Regions from separate parts of the Mus musculus genome. Here all the other regions are linked to region 1. The links are chromatin contacts, called in public promoter capture Hi-C maps. All regions are on one chromosome and are shown on one strand. The core of a region is the stretch at or near the end of the contact, and the rest is flanking DNA. Distances in the headings are between cores, read along the strand shown. Region 1 holds the start of Mgat1 (mannoside acetylglucosaminyltransferase 1). Region 2 holds the start of Cyfip2 (cytoplasmic FMR1 interacting protein 2). Region 3 holds the start of 0610009B22Rik (RIKEN cDNA 0610009B22 gene). Region 4 holds the start of Nhp2 (NHP2 ribonucleoprotein). Region 5 holds the start of Phykpl (5-phosphohydroxy-L-lysine phospholyase). Region 6 holds the start of BC049762 (cDNA sequence BC049762).

Region 1 (3,073 bases), core at 166-2,665:
GCCAGTATGATAGCAAGCACAGCTTAAACAAGTACAGAGCACATAGTGTCCATCACAGATAACGGCTCTCTAAGTGAATTACTTTCTTGTTAGACTCTGTATGATGTACCAGGCTCCATAATTTCAGAGGGGAAGAAGAACTGAAAAGAAGTCCGAGTAGATATGCTAAATAATTCAAGAGTATAGAGGGTAAGACCTAGGAGGGATACAGGCTATTCACCTGGGAACAGGTCAAAGGGAAACACAATGCTGCTATAGCCTGGCACCAGACAGACAGCCCTGAAGCCGTTACCTGAAGAACCACTGCCTCAGTTCCTCTTCTGTAAACAGACAACCGACTTTTGTCTTCTCCACCGCCCTTGATGTCTGGATTAGAATGGCAATACCTTGACGTCCGAAGCAGAAAGTGAGTTTAACCTGTTGCAATGACATGGAGTTTGAACACACTGTAATACAGCCTTCTGAGAAACAGAAGTGGGATGTAATGTTGCCATTACTGGTGATCTCCATGCTAAAAAGTCAAGGACTAGTGACTGGAAACGGGAAGACCCCAGAATCAAGGACGCTCTAGTCTAAATAGTACTAATGACAGGCAATCAAGCTGGCCAGCAATATTCTCAAGCACGAGAGCCTTACAGTAGCCAAGGTTAAAGAAAAAGAAGCTTCACCAGAAGGCCACTCTTCCATGGAGACTCGAATGGGTGGGCCACAGTCCCTCTGAACCACATTTTGAACAATGGGGGGGCTCTGCACCTCTTGGGAGCCCCCTGTTCCAAACATACTAGAAAGGAGGCTAGGAAAAAAAGTTTTCTTGCCAAATCACATATTTCAACATTGAGTCAAATTTTCCTTGTGGCTGAGCAAAAGCCAGCCCTAGTAACTTATGAAGCCTGGACGCTGGGGTGAGGCTTGCATAAAGTCCACTTTCCACTCCAGTCTCCCACTTCTTCAGGGCGACCCCATCTCTCCCCTGCCCTGCCCTGCCCTGCCCCGCACCCAAGGTGCCCTCCTGCCGAGTTTCACAACAGCTCCTCCTGGAGAAGCCACCCTCCCTCTAGCAGCTGAAGGCCAGGAATCCTGTAGCTGTGCGTTAAGTTCCCACTTCCCCGCGTGGGGGAGACTGCGCGCTGCGCGGCCCCGGGCGGGCCCGCCACTCTCACCGCCCTGGCTTTGGAGCACACTCGGGACTCAGACCCGACTCCCCTGGCTGCGCGGCCTCTCTCCTCCGGGGTCCTTGTCCTCCTGGGACAAGCCCCAGGACTGAGGACGCTGGCGTCCCCCGGCCCAGCTCACCGGATCCTCTCAACTCACCCCGCCTGGAACCAGGCTCGCCCCGGACCGGCAACACCCAGCGCTGGAGCGGCCTCGTCCGGTCTGGTTGGCCTTCCTGCTAGCCGGCAATGTGGTCCTTCCCCGGGAGGGCGGGGCGGCGCTCCCCAGCCCCTAGGCCCCTCTGTTGGTCCCCGCCCTGCCACGGGCGAGTCCGCGCTGGCCCCTCCTTCCAGGGCCTTCCTCTACTGCTGACTTCCTGATCACCGGTCAAGATCTAAACAACGGGTCTTCCCAAGTCCCCCAACTTCGAAAGGCAGTGGTAGCAGAGATGTTTGTTTGAGGCCCTTTCCCTCTCAGTTGCAGCTCCTGTGTAGATGCCAACCCCACTCACACCCTGAGCCTTGTCCAGTAAAGACTTTTCCCAAGAGTGTCCCTTGTCCAGCCCAGTGAATCTAGAGATTCACCGACTTTGAGGGGTGCAGCACTTGGTGGTGTTAGAAGCGTTTCCTCAGCAAGAAGAGCGTTCACCAACCTCAATTCTAAGAACCTGGGAACCATTCCTCTATGCGAGGGAAGTTGCAGACTATTAGTTGAAAAAAAAAAACAGCAAGAGAGGGGTGAGGGTGTGCAAGCAACAAGTATTCGGTTTCAAAAGGGAAGATAGGGAGGAAACACCTGCTGCCCAAGGTGGGTAAGAGCCAGCCTGCCGCCGTTTCAGTTCTGTCTTGTGTGTGTGTGTGTGTGTGTGTGTGTGTGTGTGTGTGTGCCCCTTTATGGGCGGGGAAACCAAAGTCAGGCCTGTACACTGAACCTAAGTCCTGAGGAAGGAAAGAATCAATCACAGGCTTTTGGAGTAACCCTAAAAATGAATGGGAGGGGGAAGGAAACCCCTGGATCTGTATTCCTTGGTATTTTTTTAAAGCAAAAGAAACATGGGAGGGGCAGGGAGACTCATCAGGACCCAACTGAACAGAGTACTTGGTAAGTACCTCAATCAGAGCCTCAAGCAGCCTGAGTGGGGGAGGAAAGATGACAACCAGGAGTTTCAGGGTCTGATTTAGATGTCAGCAGTGGCCCCGGAGCACAAACTATTTCTGAGATCTGAGCCGTGCATTATTAGCAACTCACAGTAAGCCACATCTCACTGACAGGACCATTTTGGAATCAGAGATGTCTGGGAATCCCTACTGTCCACTCACCATGGTACCACAGCCCCCACTGGCTCCCACATCCTGCTGTGCCTGGCCCTCTGCATAAGCCTTGGCTCCAACCACCCTTGGATCTTTCACCCATGAGGGGAGCAGAGGCACTGCCAGTTGATTACTAGATATACTCAACCTCAGACAGACCCTCCTACCTACAGACTTCATCACTACTGTTCCAGAGTCCCCAAGGTAACCGGGACTTTTAGGTCTGTGCTTACTGAGTGTTACTCACTAACTTGTTCGTACCAGACACCAGGAATTATGCAGAAAGTGGGAGTACCTTAAGGGCCCTTGTGGGCAGGTGAGGAAGTAAAACAAAGTTGTCAGGAGACACTAGGAAGCTGCCCTTCCGTCCAAGCCTGTTTTCTTGGCCTCTCTGTACACTCTCCCGCATCTCTGCAGAGCTCAGCAGAGAGAAGTCTGAGGCTTTGGGTGTATGGAAGCTGTTAAGTCAGAAGTCATAGCCAGATTTTAGATTTAGGCATTTCAGCTTCCAAACCTGGTACCCTGGTGAGCCCTTGAGAAGGACTGCTGAGATGGCTTTGTGCCCATGTGACAGGACACAGTGGGGCAGCGGAGAAGCTTCACAGTAGCAG
Region 2 (3,073 bases), core at 264-2,763, 2.9 Mb after region 1:
TTATTCCTTGTTGCTCTATACATAAATCAGGCTCTCAAGTACTTTCCAATTAGTTCCCCTAAGAGGGCAGGCTGGAGAGATGGCTCAGCAGTTGGGAGCCGTGGCTACTCCTCTTGAGGACCTGAGTTCAATTCCCAGTACCTACATGGCATCTCACAATTATCTGTATCTCCAGTTCCAGATTATTCTTGGCACCAGGCATGCATGCGGTACACATATATGTGCATGCAATCAAAATACCCATACACACAGAATAAAATAAATACTTTATATACATACACACACACACACACACATATATATATATATATATATATATATATATATATATATATATATATATATATATATATATGGTACCCAGAGCAACTATTATTCCCTTTATTGCAGGTACTGCATCTCCCACTCAGAGCAGTACCATGCTGGGGTGGGTTCAGGTCAGGACTGAATGCAGCTGGCCTCATCCCTACCTAAAGCCCTCCGAGTTATGTCTCAAGGAGCAATGGATTCTTTGAAGAGCCCTAAGCAGCATCTAAGAGGCTTCTGTCTCCTCAGCTCCTTCCTAGGTTTGCCTAAAAGTCAGCTTATCATGATTTTGTCCACGAGTCAATTCTACCTCAATGGGATCGACATGGGCACGCGCGCGCGCACACACACACACACACACACACACACACACACACACACACGCACACACACACATAATAGCTGTACATTTTTACACTAAGAAATGGAAAGGAAGTAGATGTTTCTCTTTGTTTTTAAATTATTACATTTATTTATTGTGTGTGTGTATGGGTGTGTGTATGTGTCTGTGTGTCTGTGTAATGTGCATATATGCATGTGGGTGGAGGTCAGAACACAATATACAGAAGCTGTCTCTCTCCTTCTACCTTGTGGATCCTGGGAATCGAACTCAGGTCATCATCAAGCTTGGCTGCAAGCGCTTTCTCCCGCTGAGCCTGTGCCCTCTGAGCCCGTGCCCTCTGAGCCCGTGCCCTCTGGGAAGTTATTCTTCAAGTGGTGGAAGGGCTCAACCTCTCACTTAGCCTGCTCCCTTCTTTGGGAAAGCAGCTGTCATTGGACTCCTGTTAGGTCAGTTAATGCTGGCAAATAATAAGCTCCAAGCGAGCAGGGGCTCTACTGCACACTAGTGCGTGCCTGGCTCTTGGCAAGATGCTTGGAACAAAACAGGTAGTCGATAAAGATGTGGTGAATAAATGACTATATGAAAATAATTTGACACCGGGGAGATGCGAAAGGAGCTGACGCTTCCTTCCTTCTGGAGTGGCAGGTGTCGCTGGTGATGCAGGCGGCAGCAGGAAAGTCGTCCCTCCTCCACCTCCAGAGTCCGGAGGCTGGATACTCTAAGGCTGGAAGGTATGGGTTCAGGAGGTTGCAGGTCAGGGGTGCGCAGGGAGCCCCTCGCCGCAGCCATTTCCGGCTCTTTGTGTGACAGCAGCCGCGGCGAAGGGGCTGGGCACCGCGGCCAGGGGAGGAGCCGCGGCAGGCGGAGAGGCGGGGCCGCGGGCGGGGCGCGGCGGTCCGCCGGCGCAGCGGCGGAGCGGGGCTAAGCATCCTGCGCCCCGGCGCGGGGCCCTGCGGTAGCCTCGGGTCCCTCCCCTGGACCTGCCACCGAGCCAGGTAAGGGACTCTCGGAGACAACAGGGCTGATGCAGGAACCGAAATGCTGCCTAGGCGGTGGATGCGTTCCTGAGGATGCGCGAGGGGCGGGCGCCACTTCTCCCAGCCCGTTGGGGGCGCTTGGCTTGGCGCCCGAGGCTACACGGCTTCAGGTCCCTGGAGGCCGGGCTACAGGCCTGTGTTGTCCCTTCTCCCCTCGGCCGCCCCGGGCGCCCTGGGCAGGGAGCGTTTTCCAGAAGTCGTGGGTACAGCGCAGAGCTCCGCGCAGCAGCCTCAGCGGCAGCCACAGCAGGTGCGTGGCCTGGGCCGGAGCCACCCGCCCTAAAAAGAGGCAGGGATAGTCTCGGGGACCAGGGATACCTGCAGGGGCCACAAGCCCAGAGGGGGCTACATCCCTGCACCTACATACTGCAGATCGCCGGGCAGTCCCCGCCTCTGCGGTCGCGGCCACCATCATTCAGCCAAGGCCAGAGAGAGCTGCCTGGGCCCGCCTGACAGGCAAGGGGGTACTGGGCGCCCGCGGTGAACCGAAGCCGGGTGGGGCCGGGGCCACAGCGGCACGGTTTGGGAGAGGAAAGCTCTGATGAGCCGGGAGGCATGGCTGACCTGCTTCGAAGCGTTCTGGCCTATACTAGCGCCTCTCCCCTGGATGGCTTTGGGGAGGAGAAAGGTGGGGTGATGGAATCCTAGGGGTCAAGGTTTCCTTCGTATTTAGCTGCCCACCTGTCTGTTGTGGGAGATTGCCACATCACCTTCAGGAAGGTAAGCCCTCCTGTGTGTACAGGAAGAGGAGTAGCTTGTGGCTAAGGGTGGGGGCAGGGAGCATGGTTGAACCGACTGTTGGTTTTCTCCCGCGACTATCTGGGTGTTTTCCAGTCCAGACTTAGAACTTGGCTAGCCCAATTCTTTAGTGCCCACAGCCCCACAGTTGGGCAGGAAGACTTAGGGATCAGACTGACGACTGACTGTTGCTCCTAAGCAACCATTTCTACCTCTTGACCCCTTCCCTTAGAAGTGACCAGCCTTATTCTTGGGCACAGGCCCTGCAAGAACCATTGCCTAGCACTCAGTGACACCCCCCCCTCCCGCCATTGTCGGAGGACAAAAATATAGATTAATATCTATAGTCGGGATTGTAAGTCCTTGAAGGTAGTTGTCCCTACCACCATCCCCCCTTCTGTGGCTTTCCCCCCCTCCACCCGATGCTCCTTGGGTCCCTTCTCTCCTGTCAAACTTGCTTGAGAAAGGAGCCAGTGAGTGGTATTTATCTTGAAGAGCTAAATACAAAAGGTTTTCCCATTGGATGTAGAGCAGGCGCTTCTTAAGTCATGGGATCAGAAAGGAAGCCGAGGATAGGAGACATTTTAATAGGAAGCAGAGCTGAAGTCAAAATATTTGCTATCTCTAATGGTTGACTTTCCGATGTAAG
Region 3 (3,073 bases), core at 292-2,791, 2.4 Mb before region 1:
CTTCTGGCCTCTACACATGTATACAAAGCCAAAAAGTGTTCTAACACATAAATATGCACACACTGACTTAGTTTCCTTAATTGGAAGTCAGGAAAGCAGTCAGCCTCAGTAATGGAAATTTGTGAGCTGCTACACAAAACAAACATGTTCATATTTCTACGGCTCAAATGATAACTGGAGACTTCTTGTAGCAGACACTTTTATTCCCTTCCTCCCTAACTCCCATTCCTATCAAGATGACCAGAGGTTTAGGACAATGACTTTTTTGTGCCTTCAATTTTGAAGGGAGATGAAATGGATGGATAAACATGCTGCTTATGTAGAAGTGGGCAGGTACCTGACCAAAGCAAAGGAGATGTAAGAAATCAGTTTTGTTATTTATCTATCAAAGGTAGGTAGGTAGTCTGCCATTGGCCAATATTCCAAAAATTTTCTTCACTACCGCCAATAAAAGAAAGCTGCTTCACTCAAACAAACAAACAAACAAACAAACATCTTCTCCACCTAGTAAAGTTTTGTTTATAAACCTCATGCATCCTTTCTCCCTCCTGAATTCCCTGCTGCCTGGAATACAGACCTTTAACTCCATTCCTCTAAGCTTATTCTTTCAGAACTAGCCAAGCATGAAGGTCGGACCCCAGCCACTGGGGAAAAGACACCATGATTTTGATCCTGAAACACCTTTTTTACAAATAGAACGTGCCTTGTAGAGCTACTTCGCTTTGTTTATGTTTCTAGCAAACACAAAACGAAAACAGAAATGCCAAACTTTATCTTTAGTCACTCTGTGGCCCCAGAGAGAAGTCAATGATTTTTAGCCAAAGTAGCTTCGAAATGTCTGTTTAAGGGAAGAAGGAATTCAGGACGCCAACGCTAGATAAGTCTCACTATAATAAACACATAAGGAAAACCTGTGAACAATGCAGACATACACTTGAAAGAGCAGAGTCCTTGATGATTAACAGCACCTAACACCAGTGATTTGCGCCCTAAACCACCCTCCCATTACGCATTTCCGCCCACGCATACGGCCAGCACCGTCTGGACACAAGCGCCCGGTGCTGCAACCTCCATTTTGCTTTCTGGCATTCTTGTAGTTAAAAGCTCCGCCTCACTTGGCAGTCTGGTCCACATCTCCCGCCAGGCTTCCGGTCTCTACACCTCCAGGCGAACGTCAGTGACAACATAAGCAAGTACGCGTGCGGTGAAGGCAAGGATTGCTCTAAGAGCCAGAGGAGGCCCGCGGGGACCCCGACGTCCCATGAGGCCTTGACCCAAGATGGCGGACAAAACCCTTAGCGCAGCCTTGCTCAGAGACGCATGTGCGCATGCCCGGTCGACTGAGCTGCCCTGATCCAAGATGGCGGCCGGACCGGGGCTGGGGACGGGCTTAGCGCGTTACTGAGCATGCTCAGTCTTCCGTCACTTGCGTCAGGTCGGCAGCCGGCGCAGGCCGCTCAGTCCTTCCCGGAGAGGCGGGAACATGTACGCATGCGCAGTGAGCAGTCTCGGCTAGTCGGTGGGCGGAGCTACCCCGCGGGGTGGACGTTGAGTGTGTGTGATGGCCGGCTGACCTGCTTTCCTCTTTGAGCTTGTCTGCCCCTGAACTAGAGGGAAGTCGGCTTAGGTGAGGTATTTATAGTTGTCAAAATCCCGCACTCGCCTGTGATCCCAGCGCTCAGGAGCCCGGAGGGATTGCCTCAAGTGCTGTAGGACAGCAAGACCCTGCCCAAAGCAAAAAGTCGGGAGCTAGAGACTGGGAAAGTGGGGGCCGTCCAGGGAGGCTGGGCACATACAGTTCAGTCACTTTCGTGGGTGCGTACTTTGAGTTTTCCTTGGGATTTGTGGCTCAGGGGCAGAGCCCTTGCCTAGCACCTGGAGGTTTGGGATTTGGTCCCCAGCACCAGAAATAAACAGTTAAAGAGGGGCAGTGTAAGATAATCGCAGCACTGGAAAGGGGGAGCTAGGGTAAGGAATTCAAGCCATTTTCTGATACTTGTAGGCCAGTCTGGGCTTCATAAGACCTTTTATTTTATTTTTTAAAAAAGGTTAATAACAAAATAAAATAGCAAAATGTACGGGTTTATTTAATGGACTCTGTCATCGTGTTGTAAATGAATCTGTGGGTAAATAGATGTATCGCCATCTTTAATAGCCCCAAAGCAAGGATGACAGTCCATCCTAGTATCTTTAGTTATCCTTTGGCAGGTTCATCCATGTGTTTTAATGTGGTTTTCAGCCCTTGTCACCCTCTCATCCCACACCCACTGAACCCCCTTTCCCTTCTATTTTCATATCTATACATTTTTTAAAATTATTATTATTGTGGATGTATGTGACACATCATGGGAGTGCCTGCTTGCTATATGGTACATGTGTAAGAGAGGACAACTTTGTGAAGTTGATCATCTCCTCCTCCTCCTCCTGTCTTCTTTCTTCTTGTGACAGAGTCTCTTTCTGTAGCCCTGACTGTCCTGGAACTTGCTTTGCAGAACAAGCTAGCTTTGAACTCACAGATCCTCTAGCCTCTGCCTACTGAGTTCTGGACTGAGCATGCGTGTGTACCCACTGAGTTTAACTTGGGTATTTATGGGTAGGGGTTTATTTATGGAGCATACACAATTTAATGGTGGATACACCAATGAGGAAAAACGAGTCCCCTGAACCAGCAGCCATTATTTACTTGTTTTCAAGAATAGGTGAGATTCTTTAATTCTTCGGAAATTTTTAGTGGAAACTTAGGTCCTCTGAAAGAGCAACCAATGATCTTAACCACCAAGACCTCCACTGAAAGCCTTGATTAAATTCCTAAAGCTATAGTTTTTATTTTATGACGTGTCTCTTAAACGATAGTCCCTTATCCTGGGTTTTTTGGTTTTTGGTTTTTGTTTTTTTTTTTTTTTTTTTTATCACTCTGGAACTAGCTGCTGGTCTATAGAAACCCATTTGTTTCTCTATTGATCTTGTTTCCTGTTGCCTTGCTAAGTCTGCCCTTACATGGTTCCATAGGACATTTTATGTATAAGATTATATCATCTTCAAATAGTTTGGACTTCATAGTCCAAATGCTTTT
Region 4 (3,073 bases), core at 268-2,767, 2.4 Mb before region 1:
AACAGCTTACTAAGTCTGACTTGCCTCTCCTAATTCTTCCCTCGATGTCACGCCTCAGCTTGCACTCTGTTCTGAGAACACTAAACCTACCTTAGAAAGCCCACGAGGGGGAAAAAGAAAACAACAACAACAACAACAACAAACAAAACCGGGCATGGTGGGGCACGCCTTTAATTCCAACACTCCGGAGGCAGAGGCAGGCGGATTTCTGAGTTTGAGGCCAGCCTGGTCTACAAAATGAGTTCCAGGACAGACAGGGCTACACAGAGAAATCCTGTCTCAAAAAAAAAAAAAAAAGAAAGCCCAGGAGGGCTGGAGAGCCGGCATACGGGGATGCATAGCCATTTCTGGGGGTGCATGGCCATTTCTAACTCCAGTCCAAGGAGACCTTACACCTTGCCTTCTGGTTGCCAAGGGCACCAGTGATGCACCAACATATACACGCAGGCAAAACAGTCATACACTTAAAAGGAGTAACCACTTACATTGTGTAAGTGCCACTACACTGCCCTGTCCAAGAGCCTACTCTTCTCAGGATTCCACCCCCTCACCCCAAATAAACCTTCATTCATTCATTCTCTTCCTTTGTTGTTTTGAGACAGGGTCTCTATACATAGTCATGGCTGAAAACTTAAGAGATCTGCCTCTGATGGGATTAAAGGCCTATCACTGGCTTATCATTTTCTCCTTTTGGGAGTTTTGTTTGTTTTGAGACCTGTCCATAGACCACGACGGCCTTGAACTAGCTATACTTCGGAAGCTAGCCCGCATTCTCCCCTGCCCTACTTGGGAAAATGTCTCTCTACATATAGCACGTTGCCTAGAGCCTGAAAAAGTTGTGCCGTTCTACAGAGTGAATGATCAGGACTCTAGTTTACACGGGCTGGATTCCTATTCTCTTCCCTGTCATTTACTGGGAGTTCCATTTACTGGTAGTGAAGGGAGTTGACTGCTAGACTGGTTGGTCAACTTCACCTTTATTGAGTAGGTGGAATTTCTTCTTAACCAGTTAATAAGCCAAACTTAGTGCCGTAGTACTTGTGTACCGTGCACAAGGCCCTAGGTTCAATCCCCGGCACTGGAATATAAAAATAAAAACCACACAAAACTTAAAAACCAGAGGAAGCCGGGTTCTTACCCTTTCTCGCCCTTGTTGACAAATTTCTGAACCTCCTTCACCCCGCGACGAATCTGCTTCTGCTTCACAGCTACAAAGAGAGAGAAGCGTGAGCCGACACCTCGCTCACGAGGCTCGACCCCGGGCCGCCCAAGTCACCGGTCCCGGACCGCGATCGCCACGCGCCCGCCTCACCCTTCTTGATGCACTTGTAGAGCTTGCGCGTCAGGCGGCGGGAAGCCAGGGGCTGCGCGATGGGGTTCAGATTGACCAGCAGCTCTTTGTACGTGCGCTCCTCGCTGCAGCCCTCCGCCTGCGCCTCGGACTCTTCGGGAGCGGCCTTTACTTTGGTCATCTTAGCAACTACAACTCCGTCCCGGCATAGAGGAACCACGCGGCCGCCGCCTCCGACATCACTTCCGGGTTTTCAAGTGGCTCTACCCTGTGACCAATTGGGAAACTAAATATTCTACACCGACCAATCTCTAAGTAGATCTCTAGGGGCGGGATTTTGGATATGGGGGCGGAGTTAAAGGTCAATCTAAGCACGGGATTTGGATTTTCACCGCGGGAATCCCAGGGAGGCCGAATTTAGAACCGGGTTTCCAGAGGGAAAGGGGCGGGGCCTGGGGCCGAGAGGTGGGGCCCAAAGGGAAAGAGGCGGAGCCCAAAGGGAAAGAGGCGGGGCCCGGAGAGATTGAAGAGCGGGTGGAAGGAAAATACACAACGGGATTGTGTCCCCTGAGCTCCTTGTGACCTGCCTTGTGACCTGCTGCTGCTGGTTAGGTAAAGCCTGGCGCACCTGAAAGTTTTTTCATATTTTCTTTTCCCCCTCCTAGATCCTGTTGCACAAACTATAAACCGCACACCTTTGATCCCAGCAGTGGGGAGGCAGGGGCAGGTGGATCAGGTCAGCCTGGTCTACATAGTGACTTCCGCTGGGCAGTAAGGTCAGCCTGGTCTACATAGTGACTTCCGCTGGGCAGTAGTGGTGCATACCTTTACTCTCAGCATTTGGGAGGCAGAGGCAGGAGGAACTCTGAATTCAAGGCTAGCCTGTTCTACAGATCGAGTTTCAGGACAGCCAGGATTACACAGAAACAGTCTCCAAAAAAAAAAAAAAAAAAAACCGCAAAGAAAAAAGAAAAAAAAGAGGCCGGGCAGTGGTGGCGCATGCCTTTAATCCCAGCACTTGGGAGGCAAAGGCAGGTGGATTTATGAGTTCAAAGCCAGCCTGGTCTACAGAGTGAGTTCCAGGACAGCCAGGGCTATACAGAGAAACCCTGTCTTGAATAAAAACCAAAAAACAAAAACCAACCCCCCCCAAACAAACAAAAAAACACAAACAAACAAACAAAAAAACCCACTCCAGTTCCAGGGGATCTGAAATGTCTAATCTGCAAGGGCCTCAGGAGTGCATGTGCTGCACAGATGTGCTTTCAGGCAACACACTCACACACAGGAAATAAATCAATCAAAAGTTCTTAAATGTTAAAAGCAAATCTGAAAAACCAGAAAGGTAGGAAGGAAGGTGACATGTGCTGGATGAAGAGTCCAGCTAGCTAATGAGAACCCTGGAGCAACAGGAAACGGGGACCTCAGCTCTGTGACGTAGAGGGACTGAAGCTGGTAAGGGTGAATATGAAGGAGGATCCTGAGTGCCAGATGCCAAAAATCAGGCCCACATTTAGATCTGTGTTTTGTGAAGGACACAGAACTTACCTATCCCTGATTGACAACTATGAGACCTGTGAGATAGTTGAGTATGATTTCCAGCCACTAAAAGCCATCACTTGGACAGCAGCAAGAGGACCAGGATATGTCAGATTGGGATACATTCTCTGAATTGCCAAGAAAGACAGAACCAGGGAAGGCTGTTGGAGGAAGGAGCACTGGGTAGCCTAGTAAAGATTGAAATCATCTCTCTTTTTTAGGTTGTAGGGAGGCCTGGATGTG
Region 5 (3,073 bases), core at 398-2,897, 2.3 Mb before region 1:
TGATGGGGCGGGGGAGCCCAGAAGAGAGTCCAGCAGAAGGAAAAGAGGGTCAGAAATGCTATCTAGAAAACAAAGGTTTTTAGAGAGGTATTTTGAGACTCAGCTGGAGGGGCACTGTCAGAGGGTCAGCCATGGCATCTGCATTCTTAGAGCTCACGTGCCAACATGGTCAAAGCAAGGTAGCAATAATTAACACAATTACCTACAACACCGGGCAGTGAGTTTACCAAAAAGGCCCAGGATTAAGTCATTTCTCCTGAGACAGGGTCTCTCTGTGAAGCCCTAGTTGTCCCTGAAACTTGCTATGTAGGCGTAGGCCAGGCTGGCTGTTAACTCAGGAGACCCCCCTGCCTCTGTGCCCTGAGTGCTGGGAGAGTCCTGGGTTTTAACCCTTACCTGCCTGCAATGTGCCTTCTAACAGCTGTGGTAGCCCAGTTGGCTGAATTCATACTAAAGTTTCCTATTACCCCTATAGTAGTCAATAGAGGTGAAGGCCTGCTGTCAGCACCCTGCACGAGGCCAAGATGAGCACACTACATTTGTGGTCATGGATGGGTGGACTGTATATATGCCTGGTTTGATGTGAGTTCCACGTGGGACGTGCAGCTTGGACCTTGGCATGTGAACCTCTCAGGCCTGCCTGGTTTAGCACAGCTATGGTGTGGAGTCTTTTCACAAAGACTGGGGTGCCCCCCTGAGCATCCGATTCAGTTCTGTTCAACCCAGGCTATCAGTCAGATCTATGGCCTCAGCCTCCTCCCCTGTCTCACCAAGGGTGAGAGGCGTCATACTGACCATGAGCCACGTTGTTGATACAGTCCAGGTACTCTCGCCCTTGCTCATCGTACAGGTACTGCCCTTGGCCTCGGATAATCTTAACAGGATCCTCAGGAAAAAAGAGTCTGCAGGAAGAGCTGTGGGGACAGGCAAAGGATCGACAACCCTGTCTGAAGACTGACCTCCACTCATTACAGCCCCCTTCACTCCTTCCTGATTCTGGGATGGACAAAAGCTTGCAGGGCACGGTGGAACTTCCCTGCCTCCCCATTCCTGTGAACAGGACGGAGCAGAAAGTTTCTGAGACAAAACTAAGCCTTTGTGGCCCTCTCAGTTTTGCTTGCACACTGAGACTCCTCCAGTCCCAGTGAAAAGGGCTTCGGAATGGCTTCCTGAAGAAAACCCCCTTGTTAGGAGCTGCATCTCAGCCCCTAACATTCCTTGCCAACCCAGTGGCCTTGCTGTCCCCGTTAGTAATGGCTAGCTCCAGTCCTAAGTTCCAACCATAAGCTTCTCTCCACGTGGCACCGAGGATACTCCTCACAGGCCAAGAGCAGACTTCCTGTAACCCTGCCCGTGACATGACTGCCCCCCAGGCCAGGCCCAGCTCCTTATGCAGGTGGCTGCCAGGGGCAAAGCTCGCTCCACGGGACAGGGGACGCCCCGGAGTCGCGGGGTGGTTCACGGCCGCTTCTAGTAGGCTGAGGGAGGCGGGGAAATCAGGGACTCGGGGTGGGCGCTATACGCGCTTTCGGAGCCCACACCCGGTACCTGAGCAGCCGACGTCTCAGGTCCAGAGTGACGGCCTTGGCGCGCGTGTCCGCGGCCATGGCGCCGAGCGGTCAGCCAGTACCCAGATGCTGCGCGCTTAGCTCCGCCTCCGCCCGCGACGTCAGCTCTGGGTGGGGCTTCAGTGCTGGTCCCGCCCCCAGGAGCTCCCTTCCCGGGCGTTTACGGAACTTGCAAGCGAGATAGCTTGCAGTTCACGTCATCACGGGCGGATACTCTCCGCTGATCCATGGTCGGACTTCGCCCTTCTCTCCTACGCCCGAGGTTTCCCTCCCAGGAATGTGTCCCCAGACCGCCAGGTGGAGCGGGACTCTAAACTGCGGCGGGGCACGCCCGAGCAGGTTGCTGTCTCTGCGCTGATAACGTGACACCCTGTGAGGGTAAATTACTGGCACCCTGGAAGGACAAAGGCCTTCCTGGCATGGCGCTGTAGAGTTCGGTGCCACTGCTGGGGCAGACCACGGAGATCTCTAGAAATTCTTGCTAGGATTAGACAGGATAAACTTGACATGTCGCTACAGGAAGAGAATTTTGCAGTGGGCAGATAGGAAGAGGTTTGGAAAACTTCTGAGTCCTACCTTATGTACTGTGCAGGAAACAGGCCCAGAAAAGAACGGCTTTGCTCCGAGGCACACAATAGGCCCGCTGCAGAGGCCGGACTAAAACAAGGTCTCCTGAACTCTTACCTAGCACACTGAGTGACAAGAGACCTCTGTGGTCCCGGAGGTGGGAGAGAAGGGATACTCCCTTATGGGTTGAGCGCTGGAGCTGACTGTCTTGATGAACCCTGGAACAAAGGCCTGAGAAGGCCCCTCAGCAGACTGGGGCAGTCTTGTTCACATGCCAGCCCGCTGCCCCATTCTCCAGTAGCTTATTTCTTTTCTTCCCTAGAAAACTGCAAAATGCTTACAGCACTTATTAAAGAACAGCTTTGTATTCTTGTGGTTTTTGTTTGTTTTTATTGTGGTAAAATATACATAAAAAAACAAGCAATTTTGAAGGGTACATACAATTCAGTGGCATTAGTACATTCTCAATGTTGCATCTTGTCACCAAAACCCAGTCACAGAGCCCTTCCATCTTCCCCAACTGAGCGGTATTTCATGTTTTTAACCATAAACCTACCTAAAAGTCCATCTTCCTGCTCAGAAAAGGCCTATCCTTCCTGTCCTTGGTCCCATCCTCTCTCCATTTTCTGGCATCTGTCCTTTCAAGGCAACCCTGGAGGCCAAGAAGGCACAGGCTGAAAGGAGGAAGGGACTGAACAAGACTTGGATGTAGTGGGGGGCATGGTGGTGCAAGCCTGTAATCCCAGCACTTGGGAAGCTGAGGCAGAGCTGCAACTTTGGGACCAGCCTAAGTTATGTATTGAGACCCTGTCTCAACCAACAAGCAATCATTCCCCTGCCCAACCCTTGAATCCAGAGCAGGGTTTCCTCAGCTGGCATTCACAGTGAGCAGCTTCACTACTGGGCGTGTCCAGTGTCCTGGATTTCAGGTGTATGCT
Region 6 (3,073 bases), core at 423-2,922, 2.0 Mb before region 1:
CTGATGACTCATCCTTGTGACTGGCCATTAGGGTTTCACAAGTCTTGGTTGCTTGCTTCAAGTTACCCCCTCCCCCTCCACTTCACATCGCTACAGCCAGTTTACCTCTCACAGGACAAATCTCAACTTCTCAAGTGACTAATATGCAAACCCACCTATCAGTGGGTCCTTGTCCCAATAGGCCCCGACTAACATTCCCCATCCCTCCTCTGATCTCTGGCCGAGTTCGGAAATACTTTGTTTTTAGGCAGGTGTGGTGACACGTGCCACCCTAGAGGCAGAGGCAGGTGGAGTTCTGAGAGACTTCAAGGACAGCCTGGTCTGCACAGCGAGACCTTGTTTCAAACAACCAACAAAGAAATATTTACTTAGGAGGCAAAGTAAAAGATTTCTGAGCTCATGAGAGCTTTCATACACAGGAAAGAAAAGCTACCTCAAAATATTACACTATCTCTAACACTTAAAAATCATGCTACAATCCTCTGTATCCTTTCAATAAAAGATACAATGGAACCCATATGTATACGCTCATACTAGAAATATTATTCTCCACCACGTTTTAGAAGTTTCAGTCTCCCATTTAAGTGGGGGTACAAGAGGCCCTCGGGTGCGTGTTCAAAATTAGGCCAAATATCTGCAGCTTTAACATTAGACCAGGTGACAATCGGTCCACTGGTTTAGAGGGTTGGCTACTTGAGCAACAGAGCTGTCACAATGTAAATGCAATGTTCGCTCTCTAATTCCATCACTCAGCTCTCTAATCCCATCACTCAGGAGGCAGAGGCAGGAGAATCTCCTGAGTTCGAGTCCTGCCTGGCCTACATAATGCCTGGGCAATCGGGGCGACCCAGATCTAGGGGGGGCTTGGGGTGGGGTGACCGCCTGGCATGAAGGACGAACCTTCCTTCCCAAGTGTGATCCTCGAAGCTGGAGGTGAACTCCAGCCGCTGCCTGGCTCGCCGCAGCGCCTGCCCTACCTCTTCCGGGCAGCTGGCCAGGGCCCTTAGAGCTGAACAACAGAGCGAATAGCGGACTTTGGAAAAGGCTCCGGTTATGCAAACGGCCGAGGCCACAGACAGGGGTGAGTAGGGGGTCGGGGTGACTTCGACTCTGGACGGCACTAGTACCGGGGATGCGTCCCGCCAAGGGTCTCCCCGCTGGTTCCTGCGATGGACGGCCGAGGCCTTGACAAGAGGTGAGCGAGGCCCAAGCTGCCGGACCGCACCGTCGGGCGAACCCGGGGCCTGCGGGCCTTGACTCGAGCGGCGAAACCGCGGCAGCTCGGGTGTTGTCGCCGCCGGCCGAGAGGCACCCCGCCAGCCCCGCGGACGCATCCTCCCGGTGCTGACGCCCAAAGCCCACTCTCTCCTCAGACACCTGGCTCCGCGCGACACTGCCCACCTCACCTCCGCAAAAGCAAGCGGCCTTTTGGCCGAGAAATGTCGCCAAACCGCCGTCGTTCCTCTCCAGCCGCTGCGACAGACACCGACAAAATGGCGTCCGCGCCGTCACCCTACAACCTCCTCAGGTGGCTCCAGCGCCACCTACGCCGAGCCAGCGCGCATGCGTCACGAAGCCTCGTGCCCGCCCACAGATCGTGCAAGGGGACGAGGGGTCTGTGACGTCAGGGACGGCGGGGCTTGATCAGCCACACTGCGGCTGCGCAGCGCTGGAGGCGCGGGTAGGACGAGGTTCTGTCCGCTTGTCAGGCTGAGGTTCTTTCTGTTCTTAGGTGAACCTGGAAGCCCGCCTTAAGTCTGCGGCGCGCGTCGGGCTCTCGAAGAGTTTTGCTGGGCGTGGCCACGCTGGGTAGGGCCAACCTCTGACCTTTTCCCATCAGCTTAAAGTGGGAAGCTCATCGCACTCCATCTACCAGTCGCCCCTCAACCTCAGCTCCAGGTAGAGCCACCAGAGCGCAGAGTCCCCGAATGCTCCCAGCTAGGGCAGCTCAGTGACCAGGATATGGCTGTCACCTGGCGCTTCCGCTCTAAACTGGATTTGGAGAAGTTTACCTGAATATGCCTCTAAAAACAAGCGTAGCAGGTGCTTACCCTTCTCTTTCTCTTTGCCTTCCTCTCTCTCTTCCTCCTCGCCTTCTCAGCCAGCAAATCGAAAGGAATGGGGAGGTTTGTCCTAAGACTTCTGACAGTATTCTTCCGGTTACAACCATGGCAGCCTCATGATTTTCTACTACAGTTACTCAACAAACGGGCATTTGTGGTCAGACTTTTTGGTTTTTTTTTCGAGACAGGGTTTCTCTGTGTAATCCTGGCTGTCCTGGAACTCACTCGGTAGACCAGGCTGGCCTTGAACTCAGAAACTCACCTGCCTCTTGCCTCCCAAGTGCTGGGATTAAAGGCGTGCACTATCACTGCCTGGCGACATAACAAATTCTTAATATATATCCTTTTTTAATTTCAGAGAACTGGGCTTTTGTGGTGCAGGCCTGTAATCCCAGCATTTAGGATTTAGAAACAGGAGGATCAGGAATTCTAGGTCATCCTGGGCCATATAGCAAGTTCAAGGCCAGTCTGAGCTACATGAGATCAAAACTCAAAAAACAAAACTGCTGAGAATCCAACACCATAATTACTGTCTAACCCAGTAGGGTTGAACTTCTTCTGGTCGTCCTATCTCTTATCTCCTTCCTCCAAGAGCTTGAAGCATAAATATGAGCTGTCATAACCAGATTAATTAAATACTCTATGCCAATCACTTTATAGACAGTCTTAGTAATCTAGACAACTCTAAGAGGTGATTCTTAGCTCCTTGCTTTAATGACAAATTTAACTCCTGAAAATACCATTCAAACTTTGCTAGCTTACGGTTTCATTGTCATACTTACTGCCTCCATTCATGCAACAAAGTAAAAAACAACTTACTTTTTTCTTAATCAGTTAGAGAAAAGTATTCTGAGTCCATCTTTTGGCAAGACCAAAAGGGTCTGTCTTGAAAAGGCTCGTTTCATGGTGATTTGTCTCTGAAGCTCCCATTATGAAACAATGAATCCCTTCACATTTAGCAAAGTTGATTAAAGGCCACACCATGAATGAGTCACAATGGATCTCTCAGG

The links. Promoter capture Hi-C pulls out the DNA fragments that hold promoters and counts their contacts.
Region 2: a promoter capture Hi-C map of hippocampal neurons shows a contact between it and region 1, with 11 times the contacts expected there. The contact joins the promoter of Cyfip2 here to the promoter of Mgat1 in region 1. A contact is called at or near these places in 4 of 39 promoter capture datasets (hippocampal neurons, liver, pre-B cells and 1 more), 2 of 484 Hi-C or Micro-C datasets (B cells and embryonic stem cells), 5 of 115 datasets of contacts at active chromatin or transcription factors (acute myeloid leukemia, astrocytes, differentiating embryonic stem cells and 2 more) and 2 of 9 other capture datasets (liver and macrophages).
Region 3: a contact with region 1 is called in a promoter capture Hi-C map of pre-B cells, with 5 times the contacts expected there. The contact joins the promoter of 0610009B22Rik here to the promoter of Mgat1 in region 1. A contact is called at or near these places in 2 of 39 promoter capture datasets (liver and pre-B cells).
Region 4: a promoter capture Hi-C map of liver shows a contact between it and region 1, with 3 times the contacts expected there. The contact joins the promoter of Nhp2 here to the promoter of Mgat1 in region 1. A contact is called at or near these places in 2 of 39 promoter capture datasets (liver and pre-B cells), 1 of 115 datasets of contacts at active chromatin or transcription factors (large pre-B cells) and 1 of 9 other capture datasets (adipose tissue).
Region 5: a promoter capture Hi-C map of liver shows a contact between it and region 1, with 3 times the contacts expected there. The contact joins the promoter of Phykpl here to the promoter of Mgat1 in region 1. A contact is called at or near these places in 2 of 39 promoter capture datasets (liver and pre-B cells).
Region 6: a contact with region 1 is called in a promoter capture Hi-C map of pre-B cells, with 4 times the contacts expected there. The contact joins the promoter of BC049762 here to the promoter of Mgat1 in region 1. A contact is called at or near these places in 3 of 39 promoter capture datasets (embryonic stem cells, liver and pre-B cells), 2 of 484 Hi-C or Micro-C datasets (CD4 T cells and Th1 cells), 1 of 115 datasets of contacts at active chromatin or transcription factors (bone marrow-derived dendritic cells) and 1 of 9 other capture datasets (adipose tissue).

What each region holds. Positions count from the first base shown.
Region 1 is chr11:49,248,894-49,251,966 of GRCm38.p6, reverse strand. It overlaps Mgat1 (mannoside acetylglucosaminyltransferase 1), which reads right to left and starts at 1,415. Exons shown (of 3, transcript NM_001110150.1): 1 at 1,312-1,415; 2 at 293-417.
Region 2 is chr11:46,310,798-46,313,870 of GRCm38.p6, reverse strand. It overlaps Cyfip2 (cytoplasmic FMR1 interacting protein 2), which reads left to right and starts at 1,513. Exons shown (of 31, transcript NM_133769.3): 1 at 1,513-1,644.
Region 3 is chr11:51,687,102-51,690,174 of GRCm38.p6, reverse strand. 0610009B22Rik (RIKEN cDNA 0610009B22 gene) reads left to right here and starts at 1,541. Exons shown (of 2, transcript NM_025319.2): 1 at 1,541-1,627.
Region 4 is chr11:51,618,217-51,621,289 of GRCm38.p6, reverse strand. It overlaps Nhp2 (NHP2 ribonucleoprotein), which reads right to left and starts at 1,517. Exons shown (of 4, transcript NM_026631.4): 1 at 1,313-1,517; 2 at 1,139-1,208. The coding sequence starts at 1,472.
Region 5 is chr11:51,583,355-51,586,427 of GRCm38.p6, reverse strand. It overlaps Phykpl (5-phosphohydroxy-L-lysine phospholyase), which reads right to left and starts at 1,647. Exons shown (of 13, transcript NM_028398.3): 1 at 1,549-1,647; 2 at 796-914. The coding sequence starts at 1,607. Col23a1 (collagen, type XXIII, alpha 1) reads right to left here. Exons shown (of 29, transcript NM_153393.2): 29 at 2,503-3,073.
Region 6 is chr11:51,261,603-51,264,675 of GRCm38.p6, reverse strand. BC049762 (cDNA sequence BC049762) reads left to right here and starts at 1,672. Exons shown (of 3, transcript NM_001382322.1): 1 at 1,672-2,043. The coding sequence starts at 2,019. It overlaps Clk4 (CDC like kinase 4), which reads right to left and starts at 1,562. Exons shown (of 13, transcript NM_007714.6): 1 at 1,407-1,562.